Linked DNA regions of Sus scrofa: region 1 is linked to region 2. Evidence: chromatin contacts called from public Hi-C data. All regions are on one chromosome and are shown on one strand. The core of a region is the stretch at or near the end of the contact, and the rest is flanking DNA. Distances in the headings are between cores, read along the strand shown. Region 1 holds the start of PSMD10 (26S proteasome non-ATPase regulatory subunit 10). Region 2 holds the start of TSC22D3 (TSC22 domain family protein 3).

Region 1 (6,777 bases), core at 3,019-5,518, 320 kb before region 2:
TAGAAACAACCCACATGTCTACCAACTAGTGAGTAGACAAACAAAATCTGTTATATTCATATAATGGAATACTATTTGGCAAAAAAAATTAATGAAGTACTGATACATGCTACAATATGGATGAATCTCAAAAATATTTTGCTAAGGGAAATAAGCCAGGCACAAAAGACCACTTTTTTTTGTCTTTTGTTGTTGTTGTTGCTATTTCTTGGGCCGCTCCCGCGGCATATGGAGGTTCCCAGGCCAGGGGTTGAATCGGAGCTGTAGCCACCGGCCTACGCCAGAGCCACAGCAACGCGGGATCCGAGCCGCGTCTGCAACCTACACCAGAGCTCACGGCAACGCCGGATCGTTAACCCACTGAGCAAGGGCAGGGACCGAACCCGCAACCTCATGGTTCCTAGTCGGATTCGTTAACCACTGCGCCACGACGGGAACTCCCACTTTTTTTTTTTAATGGCTGCACCCACAGCATATGGAAGTTCCTGGGCCAGCGACTGAATCTGAGCTGCAGCTGTGGCATCACAGCTGTGGCAACACCAGATCCTTTAACCCACTGCACTGGGCCAGGGATAGAATCCATGCCTCTGCAGTGACTCGAGCCACTGCCGTCAGGTTCTTAACCCACTGCACCACAGTGGGAACTCTAGATCACTTGTTGTTTGATTTAATTTAGATGAAATGCCCAAAACAAGCAAATTTATAGAGACAAATTAGATCAGTGGTCACCTGGGGCTAGGAGTGGGAACAAGGATTCACTATAAATAAAAGTGAATGAGGGATCCTTTGGGGGAAGTGAAGATGTTATAAAATTGATTATGATGATGGGTGCACCACTCAGTAAAGTTACTAAAAATATTTAACTATACACTTGAAATGAGAGAATTTTATAACCCAGAGGTCCTTGGTGGCCTAGTGGTTAAGGATTTGGCATTTTCACTGCTGTGGCTCGGGTTTGATCCCTGGCCTAAGAACTTCTGCCCATTGCCAGTGTGGAAAAAAAAATACACATACACACACACACACACACACACACACACACACACACACACCACTCAAAAAACTGTTAAAATAGGAAGGGAACAGTAGGGGAAACTGGATGAGAAGTACACAAACTCTGTACTGCCTTTGCAACTTTTCCATAAATCTAAAGTTATTCTGAAATTTAAAATGTACTTAAATTGGTACAACCATTATGGAAAACAGTATGGAGGTTCCTCTAAAACAAAATATAGAACTATCTTATCCAGCAATTCCACCCCTGGGCATATATCTAGACAAAACTATAGTTCAAAAAGATACATGCAGGAGTTCCCATCATGGCTCAGTGGAAATAATTCTGCCTAGCATCCATGAGGATGCAGGTTCAATCCCTGGCCTTGCTCAGTGGGTTAAGGATCCAGCATTGCCATGAGCTCTGGTGTAGGTCACAGATGCAGCTCGGATCCTGCATTGCTGTGGCTGTGGTGTAGGCCAGCAGCAACAGCTCCGATTAGACCCCTAGCCTGGGAGCCACCATGTGCCATGTGTGTGGCCCTAAGAGACAAAAAAAAAAAAAAAATACATGCAGAGAAAAAAAAATGTGTGTATGTACACACACACACACACACACACACACACACGTATGACTGGGTCACTTTGCTGTACAGCAGAAATTAACATTGTAAATCCACAAGTACCCATGAGGATGCAGGTTCAATCACTGGCCTCGCTCAGTGAAATAAAGATCTGGTGATGCCATGAGCTGTCGTGTAGGTCACAGATGTGGCTTGGATCCCACACTGCTGTGGTTGTGGTGTAGGCCAGCAGCTACAGCTCCGATTAGACTCCTAGCCTGGGAACTTCCATGTGCCGTGGTTTTGGCCCTAAAAAGACAAAAAAAAAAAAAAAAGATACACGCACCCCTATGTTCACTGCAGCACTATGAACAATAGCCAAGAACTACACACAATAGCTAAGACATGGAACAACCTAAATGTCCATCGACAGATGAATATATTAAGAAGAAATGGTACATATACACAATGGAATACTACTCAGCCATAAAAAAGAATGAAATAATGCCATTTGCACAATAACATGGATGCAACTAGCGATTATCATACTAAGTGAAGTAAGTCAGAAAGAGAAGGACAAATACTATATGACATCACTTATATGTGGAATCTAAAATATGGCACAAATGAACCTGTCTATAAAACAGAAACAGACACAGACATTAAGAACAGACTTATGGTTGCCAAGGGGGAGGGGAAGGGGGTGGGATGGACTGGGAGTTTGGGGTTGGTAGATGCAAACTATTGCATTCAGAATAGACAAGCAATGAGGTCCTACTGTACAGCACAGGGACGTATATCTAATCTCCTGGGATAGACCGTGATGGAAGATAATATATTTAAAAAAAAAGAATGTAGGCATTCCTGCTGTGGCACAGTGGGTTAAGAATCCAAGTGCAGTGGCTTGGGTCATTGCAGAGCTGCAGGTTCAATACCCAGCCCGACACAATAGGTTAAAGACCCAGAGTTGCCACAGCTGCCCAGCAGCTCAGAATCAACCCCTGGCCCAGGAACCTGCATATGCCACAGGCGCAGCCATTAAAAAAAAAAGAATGTAAAATGTATTTAAATAAAAAATAAGACTATAAGACTATGTTTGTGGAGTCACATTGATATTTGGCAGTACCTATCTATGTGAAAAGACACAAAGATAAAATGGCATAATAGATAAAATCTCATCACAGATCAGCATTAACAGATGCACATTTGAAACAATTTTGATGATAGGCAACACTGACTACTAGCCTCAAATAAACAAAATGTCATCCCTCCAAAAAAGAATTCCATTATTCTCATCAGTAGTCTCATATTACCAAAAAGTACTCAATTATTATTATATTTTGAATTTCATCAATAAACATTTGTTGAAATTTGTTTTCTCTCTTGTCATATAGGTACCTACAAATTATCCACAATTTTGCCTTTTGGTCCACAAAGTCTAAAATATTTATTATCTGGCTCTTTATAGAACCACATTCTACACCACAGCAGGGTAAATATAAACGTAAGCAGTCTCTTTCTTGAGTGCATTCTTTTTTTTTTTTTTTTTTTGTCTTTTTGTCTTTTCAGGGCCGCACCCACAGCATATGGAGGTCCCAGGAGGTCCCAGGCTAGGGGTCGAAACAGAGCTACAGCTGCCGGCCTACCCCACAGCCACAGCAACAGCAATGCCAGATTCGAGCCGCGTCTGCAGCCTCTACCACAGCTCAGGGCAACGTCGGATCCTTAACCCACTGAGCGATGCCAAGGATCGAACCTGCAACCTCATGGTTCCTAGTCGGATTCGTTTCCGCTGCGCCACGACAGGAACTCCGAGTGTATTCTTATTATTACCTGGTTTTGGCATGATGTCCTTCTGGATATGTCCTATAAAGGATAAGCCTTGCATCTCTTCTGCTATGGCACTATTTAGGATTTCTATAAATAGAAACACTATTAGTTTAATAGTTCTAGTAAAGCCTCAGTGTCATCTTCACTATCATGATATTAAAGAGCCAACACCATACCACAGTGTCAAGATGACCCTCATCAAGTTGTGATGTCACCAGGCCATGAACTCACCGAGATCTCTCAGATATCAAGTGGCTCCTATGGCATCACACCCTGCCTTTGGCATCACCCTGGCACATCACCTTACTACGGTGTCATATGCTCTCACTACTGTTACTGAATTTTGCCCTAATGCCACTCCGCCGAGATGTCAGAATAACTGACCCCTAATTAATTCCATTCCTTTGGCGGTGGCAGCAGCGAGGGGTAAGGTGGCCACAGGCACCGGTTCGAGTTCTGAAGGTAGTGTTCAGTTACTACCGTTTTCCCTTCCGCTTACCACTGCAAGTCAGGGCCCCCGAGGGACAGGACTTTTAGGCTCCCATAACCCTCTCACCGTGATTCCGCACCCATTTGGCGTCACCGACTCAATGCCTCAACTGCGACCACCCACCCCAGTTCCACAAGAAGCCGCTCCCCGTACCTGACTCCATTCTCCAGCTGTCATCCTGGGCCAATTCCACCGGCCACTTGACTACGGCGGCCGCAAGGGACCCTGGGACTCGTAGTTCCGCGGTGCTAGGGGCCGAGTTGGAGAGAGCGGGAAAGGCGCCTCCCCTCCCGGAACTGCGCTCGAACTTCAACTCCCAGAGGCGCCCTGCTATGGGAAAAGAAGCAAAGGAACGAGGGAGATCGGTGATTGGTGGATTCTACTGGCTTTTTTGATTGGCAGTGGGAGCCGGCGACGTGAGGCGGTCTTTGGTCTGGCTTCACCGAGATCCTGGGAAAGCGAAATGGAGGGGTGTGTGTCTAACCTAATGGTCTGCAACCTGGCCTACAGCGGAAAGCTGGAAGAGTTGAAGGAGAGGATCCTGGCCGATAAATCCCTTGCCACTAGGACTGACCAGGTAAAACAGCGCTGGGGCCTCTCCGCAGGCGGCGGCGGTGGCTGCGGAGCCCAACGTGGCCGCGGAGCCCAACGTGGCTGCCCGGCCCAGCCCAGCCCAGCCCATCCCATCCCAGGGGGAGGCCGGTTCCGAGAAGGCTAGATCCCCTCCCCCGCCGCCCCATCCTTACCCCAGGGTCATCTCAGGCCTTGAGATCAGGCGGCCGGAGCTAGCCCTGCAGACCGTCACTGTTTTTCTGTTTGTTTGCGGGTTTTTTTTTCCCCCCAGTACTTAGCTTGCTGCATATTGGATATTTCTAGAACGTTTAGCGCGTTTCTCAAAAATGCCCCATCTTTGAGTTATCCGTGAGAAGGAAAGTTTTTGGTGTTTTGAAACGTGTTTCCTTGCATTCATTGGTGATTTTACTCAATGGAACACTTGTAACTGAACTCCTCTTCTGTGCCTGGCAGTTTGCTGGGAGCTGGGGATACAGTCGAATGGAAGGGGCAGACGTTAATAAAATAATCCCCAATCATATCCAATCATAGATAGTGGTAAATACCCGGGAGGGAAGTTGACGTGGTGCTTTCAGAAGCACCTGTCATAGAAGGACCTGATTTAATCTCGATTAGAAAAGCCAAATGTTGTCGTAACTGAAAAGGCTTTGCAAAGGAGGGAAGGTTGGTTTTATTTTGGAAGGATGAGTGAGATTTCCCCGCGGATGAACGGACATTCTAGGCAGAGGTGGAACGGGAGTGGACCTTGGGAAGTGTTTGTTTCTGCCCACCTGCTTAAAGGACCCACATACTTCAAGATTCACGGTGCCCTCAGCAAACCAACAAATATTTATAGATTGCCTCCTATAGGACAGGTATCGTGCTAAGCACGTACTTACAAATCTCCATTTTGTGTCTTTGGAAAGAGAGTTAGAAATCAGAAGACTTTTTTCTGGAACTTTCCTTTATTGCTCAACCTGAAAATGCCTTTGCCTAGTTTACCATCGTTTTGGTCTGGTAATATTTAATACTTTCGATTTAATTTAACAATATTAAGTTAAGATTTAATAATATTTCTAACCATTCTTCATCAAATGAATGGCATAAAAATGGGAGAAACTATTCAAGATCAAAAGACAAGAAACACAACAAACAGTTGCAACTTAAGGACCATGTATGGATCATGACTGAAACAAAGCCAGCTGCAGGAGAGTTGGGGAAATCTGAATAAAGACTGGGTATTTGGTGTTATAAAGGAGTTACTGTTCATTTTAATAGGTATAATAGCTATGTAGTAAAGTGTCTTTTTTTTAGATACATCTTTAGAGATGAAAAGTCATATTTAAGATTTGTTTTTAAAAATCGCACCAGGGAAAAAAGCAGATGATGCAAATATGGCAAAATATAAAATATAGGTGATAGGCACATGAGTTTTGTATTATATTCCCTCTATTTTTATATCAGTTTGAAATTTTTTTTCATCTTTTTAGGGCTGCACCCGCGGCATATGGAAGTTCCCGGGCTAGGGGTGGAATCAGAGATACAGCTGCCGGCCTACACCACAGCCACAGCAACACAGGATCCGAGCCACGTCTGTGACCTACACCACAGCTCACGGCAACGCTGGATCCTTAACCCACTGAGCGAGGCCAGGGATCGAACCCGTGTCCTCAAGGATGCTAGTTGGGTTTGTTATCGCTGTGCCACCGTGGGAACTCCCAGTTTGAAATTTTCGTGATAAAGTTTAAAATACCTTTTTCTATTACATAGGGCTAAGAAATACAGCAGTCAACTGAAAAAAAAAAAGTTCCCTTTGAGAAAGAAAACTAACTCCTAACTTTTTATGTTTTTTAAGTAGTGTTGCTCTCTAGTTCTGTGTGTGGTATATTTTTTAAATGGTTATATAGAGAATCTCAACTAGGTTTATGAGCATGTATTTCCCGTAAGATTCATCTGTTCTTTCTAGAAATTCAGGAAATTCAAGGAAATTCAGAGCGGACAGATGGGTTTGTGTCCCAGCTTCACCGTTTGCTAGCTGGGTGACCTTGAACAGGTTGCTTCCCCTGAGAAATCTTAGCTTCTTCATCTCTAAAATGGGGATAATATCCATCGAATGGGATCATGGGGATTATAGGACATGATGCATGTAAAACTCTTAGCACAGTACTGGACACTAAAGTACATAGATAATATAAATGGCCAAAGCTCTATTTCTGCCAAAGCGCTGAAATCAGTCTTTTACTCTGTTGCTCTCATGACTCTGTTCCTCCCAGAATTACTTACATTCATCAGTGCATTCTCCCCATATCACTAAACCTTGGTCTTTCTTATGTAAGTAGTACGGATTCA
Region 2 (6,885 bases), core at 3,721-6,220:
CTCCCTATTCTCTAGATATGCTATATAATCTCTCAGTGCCTTGGTTTCTTCATCCCTTAAATGGCGATGAAGACAGTATTTGAAAGGTTTGTCACGATAATTAAATTAGATAATGCCTTGTAAAGGACTTGGCACAGTGCCTGGCATATGGCAAATAATCAAAAATTCAGCTATTATAATATTAATTATTATACCAGATTTATCATTTTCCTTCCTGGCTCTCCATAGTACATATAAAAGTCTTTACATACATTGCTCAGGGCAGAAGACTTGAATAGACATTTTTTTCAAAGAGGATATGCAGATGGCCAATAGGCACATGAAAAGATGCTAAGCATCACTATTGTCAGGGAAATGAAAATCAAAACCACAATGAGAGATCACCTCACACCTGTCAGAATGGCTCTCATCAAAAAGAACAGAAATAACAGAGGTTGGCGAGAATGTGGAGACAAGGGAATCCTCCTATACTCTTGATGGGAATGTAAATTGGTACAGCTACGTTGGAAAATAGTAGAGATTTCTAAAAAAAAAAAACCCTAAAAACACATAACTACCACACGATTCAGCAATTCCACTCCTGGGTATGTATCCAAAGAAAGCAAAAACACTAATTCAAAAAGATACATGCACCCTAATGTTCATAGCAGCATTGCTTACAACAGCCAAGATCTGGAAGCAACCTAACTGTCCATCAACAGATGAATGGATAAAGATATGGTATGTATTTACAATGGAATACTACTCAGCCATAAAAAGAGTGAAACTTTGCCATTTGCAGCAACATGGATGGACTTGGGAGGGCATTATGCTAAGTGAAATGCATCAGACCAAGAATGACAAATACTCTATGATATCCCTTACTCGTAGAATTTAAAAAGTACAACAAACTAGTGAATATAACAAAAAAGAAGCAGACTCATAGACACAGAGAACAAACGAGGGGAGGAGGGGGAGGTACAAATTCTTGGGTGTAAGATAGGCTCAAGGATGTTATTGTACAACATAGAGGAATATAGCCAATATCCTGTGATAACTGCAAGTGGAAAGTAACCTTTTAAAATTGCATGAAAATTTTAAAAATTAAAAAAAAGATTGTGGTCTTCATATATATATATATATATATATATATATGTAATAAATTAGTTTGTTATATGTATTAGTAAATCACTGTATTTTTTTGGAGTATATAATCTTCTTAAAACAGATGGTATGCTTTGTAAATGTTTGATAAAACCATCACTAAAAAAGTCACCTAATGGTTAAAGGCACAAGCTTTGAAATTGGAAAGTGGTGAGTTCAAATCCAAATGCTATTACTTACTTCTACTGTGACATGAGAGCTTGGTTAACTTTCCCAAACCCATCTCTTCAGTGGACGCATAGTGCCTACTTTATAGGATTGTCGTGAGGATTCAGTGAGATGATATGTGTAAAGTGCCCAGCATACTGCATGACCTCAATAAATGGTATTTATTCTTTTTCTTAATAATTGCTAAATGTGTAGCAAACTCGTGAAGTGGGAGGATTTCCTTAATGTTTCACACGAGATCCCCAGAGACCTGGTCCCAAATGCCTTTCCAAGCTTGACTCTCACTGTTCCCTCGCTCATATTTTTATTTTTTTTTTATTTTTTTGTCTTTTAGGGCCTCACTGGCGGCATATGGAGGTTCCCAGGCTAGGGGTCGAATCAGAGCTGTAGTTGCCGGCCTACGCCAGAGCCACAGCAACGCAGGATCTGAGCTGTGTCTGCGATCTACACCACAGCTCACGGCGACGCCGGATCCTTCGCTCACTGAGCGAGGCCAGGGATTGAACCTGCAACCTCATGGATGCTAGTCGGGTTCGTTAACCCCTGAGCCACGGCAGGAACTCCCCTCTCTCACATCTTATTCTCCAGTAACACTGACCTGCTTTGTAATCAATGCTTAGGCCCCAGCATACACACTGTTCTCACCTCCAGGCCTCTGTTCTTTCCTCTCTTCGAGGAGTAGATTGCTCTTCCCTCCTTCTGGAGCTGACCGCCCCTTCACACTCACCCAGCAGTGCTCCCCCACCCAAACACCCCCCTGGGCCTCCATCATCACTTCCTGTTTCTGTTGCTTTTGTCTGTTTACATATCTGTGTTGCCAAATAGACCATGAGTTCTTTGGGGGCTTGTGCTGATTTACCTCTGAATCTCCACTAACCCTTGCACTTGGCACAGGGCAAGTGGCGAGTGCCTGACTGTCGATGATTCCATCTGAGAAAGCGGTATCCCCCTTTTTCCCCTTTCTCCTCCACCCAGAAAGCCACCAGCTCTGTCTGGAAGTGGGGCCCCCCTCTACTCCCTGGGTTTATACAAGAACTTTGTGCTACTTGGAGTCTCTCCATCCAACACAATACATGGGAGCAAAGCTTCACAGAGAGGAGCCAAGGAGGCCCTGCCCAGTCCGCCTTCCTCGGGAGGTAGAAGTCAATACAAGCAGGACTTGTAAATGCAAACACACAACAGCTTTCTGAACTCCGTCTCTGAACTATCTAGATTGTCCCTCTCTAAGTTATATTTGCTCTTGATCAGCTTGGAGATAGTATGCAGAGCTGCACTGAATTATTAACAATGCTGCTTGTGAGCAAGGACTCCAACAAGGGAAAGGTGGAGGGAACAAAATCTGGAGTTTAAAGGTGCCACATGCCAAGAAGGAAATCCTTCCACCAGGGCTTCCTCCCAAGGTTATGCACAGAGATAAGAGGATTCGGGGCAAGTGTAGAAGCAAAAGGCCCCAGCAGTTCTCAAAACACAACTTAAATAAACATTTATGGAGCTAATATATTTTGTTATAATGTTTAACATAAAATAATTATAAACAAGAGGGAAAATCATCAACACTGTAATTAAAAAACAATTCAGCAGGCTATAAGTCTACACAATGCATATTAAATTTCATATTCTACTACCTCCTCTGGCTTTTACCCAAGAACATTAAAAAAAAAAAAAAAAGACAATGAAGAAGAAAAGGGGAAAATAACGCATCTAAGGGACCGGGGTTTAAGAGAACCAGCAGAATCTTCTGCAGTCGGTGAGAACACAGGGACCATACTCTCAGCTTTGCTGGTCTGGTCAGTGACCTTCCAACGCCTCTTTCACGTCTGATCTTGGTTTCCTGTCAGGGGCCAGGGATACAGCTTGTTTTTAGTTTTCCGGGGCCTACAGCAGAGAGTATACGGCCCTCTGTCCTTTTCGGGAAATGGCCGGGCCCCACGTAAGAGCCACAGAGCCTTGGAAACAAGAAATTGTTGGCTGCCCTTTGCTCCTAATCACGGAGGTGATGCTTGTGGAACACGGAGGGAGCGTGTGCCAAATCTAGGAAAGCCAGATCGGTAGGGACTCAGGCAGGTGGAGCTCCACTAGAAAGGGTGGCTCTGCCCTGACTGGGGTCCAGGCGCACTGCTTGGCCAAGGAGCCCTTTTGGTGTGGACCCTCTGCCTCCTCTTTCCTCCTACTCTCGGGACCAGTGCGGGGTCAATTCCACTAGGGGGCACCGAAGGCGTCTCTGCAAGATCTGACTCCGGCAGGAAACGTTCCACGTTTTGACCACAAGATGGCAGTATATACTGCTCTATTGCCAGCGCCCTGGGCGGGTGAAAGAAGCGAGCTGATGGGGGGGTGGGGAGTATTGGCTGCAACTGAAATCCGTCTGAGTTTTCAGTGAAAGCTGAACACCATGAATATTTTGAATTTTTTTCAGGAGGCAGTAATTACTGAATTCTACGCATTCAAAGTATTCTAAGTCTCCAAGTCCTGAGACATGCGGGAACCCTACCACTTATCAACCCCGCACATCCCCAGCTCTCACAAAGCTGGGGTTTGACCCACAGCAGCAACCTGCCGTGCTCTCCACAAACCTGCCCTTTCACCTCAGCTCCGCTTCAGACTCACCTTCTCCTCAGAGCCAAGAGCGTCAGGACATCCCCCCCAGTGCCCCAAAACATCCAATCACCCCACCTCTGGAAAGGGTAAGGACAGAGATCACCTAAGGCGGGTGGGGGATCAGAAAAGAGAGGGGAGCGCAAGTTTGGAAAGATGGGGGAAGCTGAGTGAAGTGGGGAGGAAGGGACAAAACTGAGGCGAAAGAGGGGTGCGTCAGCGAGAGGGGCAATCACATGCGGGAAAGGAAGGGGGAAGAAAGAAACCGAGGGGGGTAAGAGGACTTGGGGGTAGGGTGAACGAGGACATAGAGAAAAGGAGAAAAAAAATAATAAGACGGGGGCGAGAAAGAAAGGCAAGACCAGAAATGAGTCAAGAAAGAGGAGACAAGGAAAATAAATGAGAGGAAGAATGGAGAAGGGCAAAAAGAAGGAAGATGGGGGGAGCGGGGGGCGAAAATGGAGATAAGAGAGGGAGCGGGGGCGGGGGGCAGCGGGCGGCAGAAGCCTGCTAAGGGGCTGGCACTGCCGGAAGCCGGGACGTTGATGTCTCGGATGGGGTTCGGGGAAGAGAAGAGCGAGCAAAGGGGGCGGAAAGGGGGAGATGAGTGAAGGGAGGAGGCAGGGACAAAAACCGGGGAGCGGTTGAGCCGGCTTCTGTGACTTTCGTCTCAGGCCCGTCTGGGGACCTGCCGACGCGTGCCGGACGCCCTCAGGCTCCGGGCCGAGGCCGCCGCTCTCTCGGCACCCCACCCGCCCCCGACCCCGCTTCTCGAAGAAGGCGGCGTCTCTGCGGCAGAGGGCCCCGGCCGCGGCGGGACGAGGCAACTCGGCCCGCCCGCCGAGCTCGAACCCCCCGGTGGCGCGGCTCCCGGCTCCCGGCTCCCGGCTCCCGGGGAATCTCTGGCCGAGGATGCGCCCGCCGCGGCGCGAGAGCCCGAGCCGGGGAGCTGCGCGGCGCGCGCAGGGAGGGGGAGCCGAGCGGGGCTCCCGGGCGCGCGGGCGAGGGTGCGAGCGGCCGTGCGGGAGCGGAGGGCGGGGGCGGGGCGGCGTGGGGGCAGGACCGCGCCGGCTCCGGGGCGCGCGCCGGGGAAGCGGCGGACCCGCGTGGTCCGCCGGCCCACCGGGGGTCATTTGCATGCTGTCACAAGCCCCGCGCCGACTCCCGGGCGCGCGGCTCGCTCGCTCGCTCGCTCAGTCAGTCGCGCTCGGCTCCTGCCACCGCTCCGCCGGCGCAGCCCCGGGGAGCCCGAGAGCGGGCGAGCCAGCGAACCGGCGGCGAGGGAGGGAGGGAGGGAGGGAGCCCGGGAGGGAGGGAGCGAGGGCGCGCCCCGGCTCTCCCTCTGCCCCGCCGCCCGCCCTTCCTGCTGCCACAGGTCCGCCCCGGGCCCCGCTCACACTTGGGAAACTTGGGACGGCGCAGGGGCCGCGTGTGGCACCTCAGGGGGGGCGGCCCCGGCCTCGGGAGGAGGAGGAGGGGGGAGAGGAGGAGGAAGAGGAGGAAGTGAGCCCGAAGGATCCGCTCAGAGCTGTTTGTCCAGCTGTTTCTATTCGCACCCCGAGCGGCCGGCGCAGCCAGAAGGGGGCCGAGCCGAGGGTGGCCGGCTTTCGGCGCTAATTGACAACTCTTCTCCTCACAGCTTGTCTTTCCCAGACACCCTGGAGTCCCCTCAGGCCGGCCCGGCGGGCGCGCACCTGCCGGCCGCCCCTGACCGCGCGGGCCAGGCGGCCCCTGAGGCGGAGAAGATGGCCCAGCCCAAGACCGACTGCCGCTCACCTGTCGGCCTCGACTGCTGCAACTGCTGCCTGGACCTGGCCCACCGGAGCGGGCTCCAGCGCGACAGCAGCGGGGACAACAACAACCCGGGCAGCCCCACCGTGAGCAACTTTCGGCAGCTGCAGGAGAAGCTGATTTTCGAGAACCTCAACACCGACAAGCTCAACAGCATAATGCGGCAGGATTCGCTAGAGCCCGTGCTGCGGGACCCCTGCTACCTGATCAACGAGGGCATCTGCAACCGCAACATCGACCAGACCATGCTCTCCATCCTGCTCTTCTTCCACAGGTGGGTGGCGGGGCACACGGCGTGGGGGGGGGCGGCGGCGGCACACGGTCCCGGCTCGCACCGGCCTCTGCTGGATCCTCCGCTCGCACAAAAGGGGCCACCACGAAGTCCGGGGGGGGTGGGCTGGGGAGGTCAGGTTCACCCGGGCTGCGGTGGCCGACCCGACCCCGAGGCTGGCCACCTGGATTCCTGTGCCCCTGAGGGGAGGCCTGGCGGATGCTGTTTTTGAAAGGTGCCTGCAAGAAGCCCTCCTAGGGAGATGCTGGCGCCCAGAAGGTGGACAGAGCCCGAGACGGTTTGGGGGGAGCTGGCAGCACTTTCTCCCCCCAGTGCCCACATTTCTACAGCCACTTTGCAGATTCCGAGGTGGATGCCCTTGGGATCCCGAGTTCCCCCCTTCTCAAAAGCCTTTTTCTAAATATGCAAACTCGGATGGAAACTGCAAGGGTTTTTAAATTTCCTGAGTGGCCCCAACTGCCTCCGGTGAGGGCAAGCAGAATGTCCAGACAAATTAAGCTGCTGGTGGTGTGGGGCAGAGTGGGGAATAAGAAAAAATTAGAGACCTGTGAGAATTTCTCGAAACTCTAGGTGGTGGGACCCTCGCCTCCTCCATGGGTCCCAGCCTTCACTTTCGAGCCAGCGAGGGCTAAAAGCAGCCCCGAAGAGCATTCTAGGACCTGAGGGCGAATGAATCCGTGTGGGTTGCAGGCGTGGGTTGGAGTGCGGGTCAGACTTTCTAGAAATCGGGCTGAAGGACGAGGAAGGGAAGGGAGGGGAGAAACACAATGGGAAGACCCAATGCGTCTGCTGTCCTCCAGTCTGAGACACTCTGGTGAGGGCCGGTCTTACCAGACCCCGAGGGCAGGGGGAACAATGGAGGCAATTTTGAGGCAGGGGAGGCAACCTCGGGAAAC

What was found. A called contact is a pair of places that touch in the nucleus more often than the background predicts.
Region 1: a contact with region 2 is called in a Hi-C map of liver, with 5 times the contacts expected there. The contact joins the promoter of PSMD10 here to the promoter of TSC22D3 in region 2. A contact is called at or near these places in 1 of 5 promoter capture datasets (fetal skeletal muscle), 2 of 47 Hi-C or Micro-C datasets (heart right ventricle and liver) and 1 of 2 datasets of contacts at active chromatin or transcription factors (alveolar macrophages).

Annotation. Positions count from the first base shown.
Region 1 is chrX:88,546,084-88,552,860 of Sscrofa11.1, reverse strand. It overlaps PSMD10 (26S proteasome non-ATPase regulatory subunit 10), which reads left to right and starts at 4,268. Exons shown (of 5, transcript XM_001926907.5): 1 at 4,268-4,453. The coding sequence starts at 4,340. ATG4A (cysteine protease ATG4A) reads right to left here. Exons shown (of 14, transcript XM_021079700.1): 2 at 4,030-4,206.
Region 2 is chrX:88,231,668-88,238,552 of Sscrofa11.1, reverse strand. TSC22D3 (TSC22 domain family protein 3) reads left to right here and starts at 4,970. Exons shown (of 4, transcript XM_021080824.1): 1 at 4,970-5,281; 2 at 5,546-5,971. The coding sequence starts at 5,652.